Linked DNA regions of Canis lupus: region 2 is linked to region 1. Evidence: chromatin contacts called from public Hi-C data. All regions are on one chromosome and are shown on one strand. The core of a region is the stretch at or near the end of the contact, and the rest is flanking DNA. Distances in the headings are between cores, read along the strand shown. Region 1 holds the start of MYOD1 (myoblast determination protein 1). Region 2 overlaps SERGEF (secretion-regulating guanine nucleotide exchange factor).

What was found. Hi-C and Micro-C count contacts between places; a contact is called where the count stands out from the background.
Region 2: a Hi-C map of skin fibroblasts shows a contact between it and region 1, with 3 times the contacts expected there. The contact joins the enhancer-like site here to the promoter of MYOD1 in region 1. A contact is called at or near these places in 3 of 9 Hi-C or Micro-C datasets (amygdala, liver and skin fibroblasts).

Annotation. Positions count from the first base shown.
Region 1 is chr21:40,920,025-40,922,724 of UU_Cfam_GSD_1.0, reverse strand. It overlaps MYOD1 (myoblast determination protein 1), which reads right to left and starts at 1,280. Exons shown (of 3, transcript XM_038568190.1): 1 at 432-1,280. The coding sequence starts at 1,061.
Region 2 is chr21:41,169,415-41,172,116 of UU_Cfam_GSD_1.0, reverse strand. All of the region lies in intron 8 of SERGEF (secretion-regulating guanine nucleotide exchange factor), which reads left to right. Among named protein-coding and RNA genes, the nearest start is that of SERGEF, 34 kb to the left of the region's middle. Within about 2 kb of position 1,351, at least 4 of the 20 cell types and tissues checked have an H3K27ac peak or open chromatin away from gene starts, as enhancers often do.

The DNA.
Region 1 (2,700 bases), core at 31-2,530:
GGGGGGCCAGAGCATCACTCTCTGTAACCACCTGCCCCAACTCCCCATGTCTCCGCCACGAGATCTGGGCCCTGGCTGGGGGACAGGGGCGGACGGAGATTGTCTGCAATCTCCCGGGCCAACCAGCGCGTGGACAGTCGCCTAGGAGCATAAGTCTATTTTGTAAATAGGGATGAGTGCAGAAAAGCACAACTCCAGGTCGCTGCAGCAGAGCTCTAACAGCGCCCCCGGCCGGGTGGATCGCATTTGTCCCGTGCGCCCCCAGAGCATCAGGCCACCCCGGTGACGGCTGCTCAGGACACCAGGGTCCACTCCCCAGAAGGTTCCCGGCCCAAACCTCCCTCTGGAGGGCCAACTCCCCGCCTTGTGCAACGCGTCCCAGATACAGCAAGAGCTGCCCTCACTTCTCTAGCTCGGGGTCCTGGCCTTACCATGCCGTCGGAGCAGTTGGAGCGCGGGCTGGACGCGTCGGAGTCGCCGCTGTAGTGTTCGCCGCCACGGCCTGGGGGCAGCGGGCCAGGCGCGTAGAAGGCAGCGGCGGCACCAGGGGGCGCGGCGTCCTGGTCGCGCAGCAGCGCCTGCAGACCTTCGATGTAGCGAATCGCGTTGCGCAGGATCTCCACCTTGGGCAGCCGCTGGTTCGGGTTGCTGGACGTGCAGCGCTTGAGCGTCTCGAAAGCCTCGTTGACTTTGCTCAGGCGGCGCCGCTCGCGCATGGTGGCGGCCTTGCGGCGGTCGGCGTTGGTGGTCTTGCGCTTGCACGCTTTGCAGGCCCACAGCAGACAGCGGCCGGCCTGGTGGTGCCCGCTGGGAGCGCGCACATGCTCGTCCTCGCGCGCGCCTGGCGCAGGGTGCACGGCCGCAGGGAAGTGCGAGTGCTCCTCGGGCTTCAGGAGCGCGCCCACGTGCACGAGGCGCGGGTCCAGGTCCTCGAAGAAACGCAGGTCGGGGGAGTCGAAACACGGGTCATCGTAGAAATCATCCGCCGAGGCGAAGTTGCAGAGGGAGCCGTCGGGGCCGCTCAAGTCTACGTCGCGGAGCGGCGGCGACAGCAGCTCCATATCCCGGCAGGGGGTGGCGCAGTCCCGGCTTCGCCAGGGGTTGCCCCAAACTTTCTGCCTCTCCGCAGCCCTGGCCGTGCGATGGTAAAGTACGGGGTCGTCTGAATGGACACCCGACTTTCCCCCCCTCCGCCGGGTCCTGTCGGGCCTGATGCGCCGGTGAGGAAAGCGGCTGCAGCGCCCCGGGGCTTCCCCACCCCTAGCCTCACGCCAGGCGCCCGGGGCTATTTATCCCGTAGTAGCTAAAGGGCCCCAGAGCGGGAGCGGGCGGCTGGGGGCGGGGGCGCCCGAGGCCAATAGAAACGGGGTGGGGAGGAGCTTGGGATCCCCAGGGTGGCCGCTGGGGCAGGAGACTGGCCAGCCCCCTAGCCCTCGACCCCCGCGCGCGCGCTCCCGCCCCTCCCCGGGCTGGGAGCGAGGCAGAGGCTGGCAGCCCCACGCGGCTGCACTCGGCTCGCGGGCGCGCTCGCTCCAAACCTCCCCGCGCCGTCCGCGTCCGGCGCCCTCGGAAAATGTTGGCCGCGCGCGCCCAGCTCCAAGCTGACTTTGGGCTTCCCTCTGTCCTAGGATTTGTGGGGGACCCAGGTGCAGGGGATGAGTAGAACAGATCGCGAGGGATTTGGAGAGAGACCCGTGGCAGTGGGGCAGAGACACACTCAGAGCGGAGATAGTGAGACAGTGAGAGATACGGCCAAGAGATAGAGACCGAGCAGAAAGCTAGAGGCAGAAGCAGAGAAACCTGCGGCGAGACATAGAGTCCTGGGGGCGAACCGGAATCCCTGGGTGGCGCAGCGGTTTGGCGCCTGCCTTTGGCCCAGGGCGGGATCCTGTAGACCCGGGATCGAATCCCACGTCGGGCTCCCGGTGCATGGAGCCTGCTTCTCCCTCTGCCTGTGTCTCTGCCTCTCTCTCTGTGTGTGTGTGTGACTATCATAAATAAAAAAAAGGGGGGGGCGAACCTGAGATAAACTGGATGCGGCGGCCGGTCCTCGGCCAGTTCCCACCTGGGGAGTCGCTCAGAGGGCGGAGGGCCCAGCCCACCTTCCCCGCCCGCCCGCCTAGGAACAGAGCCGCATGGTGCAGAAGAGGAGGATGGCTGCTGACCCTTGGCGCCAATCTCGCCAAGCCCAGGTCCTGCCCCAGGCTGGAGGCAGGGAAGTGCACTCCTGCCCAGCTCGACCTGTGTGTTTCCGCAGCGGAGTGTCCAGTGCGGGGCTGGGTGGAGATGTGTCTTCAACTGGGAAGAAAACTGTCTGCTCCGGTTTTGCCTCCTTGTTGCGTGCAGCGCTGCACCAGCGAAGTTCACTGCGCAAAGGCCTGGAGCGTCGGGACTCAGCCTGGGAACCCCACATCAGAGTGGAATCTTTGAGAGTAGAGCTTGCAGACCAATGACCTAAGTCCGAATCTGGATCCCACAGTTTTCCTGTGTGATTTTTGCGGAAGTCACATCGCCTTCCAAGCCTCCCGTTTCCCCAGTTTGTAAATTTGGAGATAATAAGAGCGATTTCTTGGAGCGATTGTGGTGGTGGTGAGAATCTAAAGACACCAAAAGATGTGGAGGTCCTCAGTCGGAGGTGCAAGGCTGTATTCTGGAGAAGGCTTGCTTCTGTCGCTGGCACAGACAGGAGTGTGTGCTCCC
Region 2 (2,702 bases), core at 102-2,601, 250 kb before region 1:
GTGTTTTCTCAGGGTCTGCACTATAGGGTTTGGGAGAAGCTGCAGACAGAGCCCAGAGTGTGGTCAGCGGAGTCCACAAAATGTGGACAGTTCCCACAATTGTGTAGGAATTTGAGAGGTCTGCCTGGATGTGCCTTGACTGAGCTGCTCTGGCCAGGCGCTGGAGATAGAGAAGAAACGACATACCTCTACCCCGAGGTGCTCGTGTCTGGTGGGAGAAGCTCATGCAGACTCATGGTGCTACCCCAGCGTGCCTTCCTCATCCGCAGGTGGCATGCGTGGCCTGGGATCTGCGCTGGGTGGTGACTCGGAGGCTGGCCTACAGAAGGCCTGCAGGTGTCCTCATGACTGGTGCCCTCTGAGGTTAGGCGATGGATACCTCGGGCACCTCCAGTTTGTCATTTCCCTGTGCATTTCTTCAAGCAGCGCTCATATGTTCCCGTGTCCTGCCTTAGCGTTGCTTGAAGTTTGCAAGGAATCCTGACAGTTTGTTTCCCACTGTCAAAAGGCTTTGTTTCCTTGGTCCCGGGCTGACTTTATTTTTGGTTTGCAGGGTGCCCATCAGCATTGTGGTAAAGTGGAACTGTGGGCTGGTCCGGGAGCCAGGCAGCTGTGACATCTTGGATAGCTCCTTCCTCTCTTTGGGCAGCGAGGTCAGGCTCTCAGCTGCGGTGGTGTCATCTCTGCTAGAGAGATGAAGTGCTGGCATTATTTTTGGTTTATATGTTTGGCAATGAATACCCATCGATCTGTGGTCCATGGAAGTGTGGTGGGTGTGTCCCGCTGAAGCAGAAGCAAGATTTCATGCTCTGAAGTAGGATTGTTCAAATAAGCCACTTGCAGAGGGGCCTGGGCAGAGCCAAGTGCGGCTAGGCCTGGAGGGCCACCAGATGGCAGCAGTAGGCAGGCAGACAGCCTTGGGGTGCGATGAGTAGGGCCAGCATCCAGAGTCAGAATTAGCAAGGTCAGAGCTGGAAGGACCCCTAGAGGTCACCCAGGCCCTCTATTTATGGATGGGAGAACTCAGGCCCAGGGAAGGAAGAGGTTACCTAAGGTCTTGCTGTGAGTTAATACCGATTGTCTCCTTGCTCAAGAGAAGAACTGAGATCGTTTTTGGCCTCTAGCTGGCTGCCCCCCAGGAGAGCCAGGAGACAAGGGCCCGGGCCCTGGGCCAGTGAGCCAGAGGTGAGGAGGGAAGAGGACAGCATTTGAGTGTCCGCCTGGATCCTGGTTTCTTTGAGCATCTGGTCCTAATGATTTTCACCCTTGCACCTGCAGTAAGGGCACTGCCCGGTGTCTTTTCTGCTCCCGCCTGTCTGCGCAGCTCTCCTCTGGGTCAGGGCCCTCTCATGAGGCTGGGCCATCATGGGATCTTCCTCAACGGTCATCTCACAGCCACCACACCCAACAGACAGGGCCGGCCCATGGCCTTATACTGCAGTAAGACATGAGTTAGTTGGTCGGACAAAAAGGGTGCTCATGCAGGGCAGGGAACCAGTCTTTGCCAAGCACCTACCCTAGATGCACTGTCAGATGCTGCCACTTAGATACTCCTTATAGCTTCACTTCCTTTGCATCCCGAGTGAGGAAATTAAGGCTCAGAGAGGCTGAGTGGCGTATCCAAAGTAACACAGCTAGTTAAGCAGAGCAAACGCTCGGACCATGCTCTGTTTGATGTCTGAGGTCATACGCCTTTTGTTCCATCATGCTACCTCCCCTCGACGCGACTGTGCTGGAGATGTGGCAGGTGACTCTCAGGCTGCAGAGCAGGGAGGAGCAAATACCATTCTCTCTTCCTGGGAGTGTGTGTGGGGGGTAGGCTGCTGGGGAGGAGGCCTTAGAAGCAGTGCAGGGTGGGGTGGGGAGCAGTCGGGGGAGGTTCGGGTGGCAGCTGGCCAGGGGACATCGCGTACCTCTGCTCTCTGTGCTCCGGCACTACCCTGTGCCCCACGAAGCTGTGGCCACGCTTGGGTGCTTTCTGCCCACTGTCACCTCACGTAGAGGCCCTCGCTGTCTCCCCACATGAAAATAGCCACCGCCACCCTCTCAGCATGCTCTTCTCCCTGCCCGGCTTTATTTTTCACGATAGCAGTTGTCACTGCCTGAAACCATGGTATCTCTGTTTGTTTACTTAGCTGTTGTCACTGTCTCCTCAGCAGACGAGAGCCCTACCAAGTGAGAGACTTGTTCTGTTTTATTCACCTCTGCATCTCCCTGGGCACGGAGGAGAGGCTCGGAGAGCGTGAATGGCAGGGAGTGGCTGCAGCTTTGGGACGTGGAGGCCGTGCTGTGCCCGTGGCTGTGCTCAGGAGACCCAGCCTGTGGCCCTGCTGCTCCCCGCCTTCTCGAGGGGCCCGGAGCAGGGAGCCTTGGCTCCCCGAGCCTGACAGCGAAGCCCAGTGCCACGTGGCTCTAGGGCCGGCTTTGACCCCGTGGGTCCATGGGGCTTCACCGTGGGTCCTCGGTTTCCCCATCTGTCCTCAGTGGGTGGAAACACCAGCCACGCTGCAAGCTCACCAGATGGTCTGGGGAAGGGCCCAGTGGTCCCCGGCGGGGGGCTCGGATCCCATTCAAGGAATCCTTCTCCTCTTTCCTGGTGGGGATTGATGTGTTCCAGGAGCTCTCTAAAAGTGAGCAGTAATTTCACCATAATTTTTAGGTTCTTGACAGATGGCACTGTGCTTGCCCTTTCTCGGGGGACC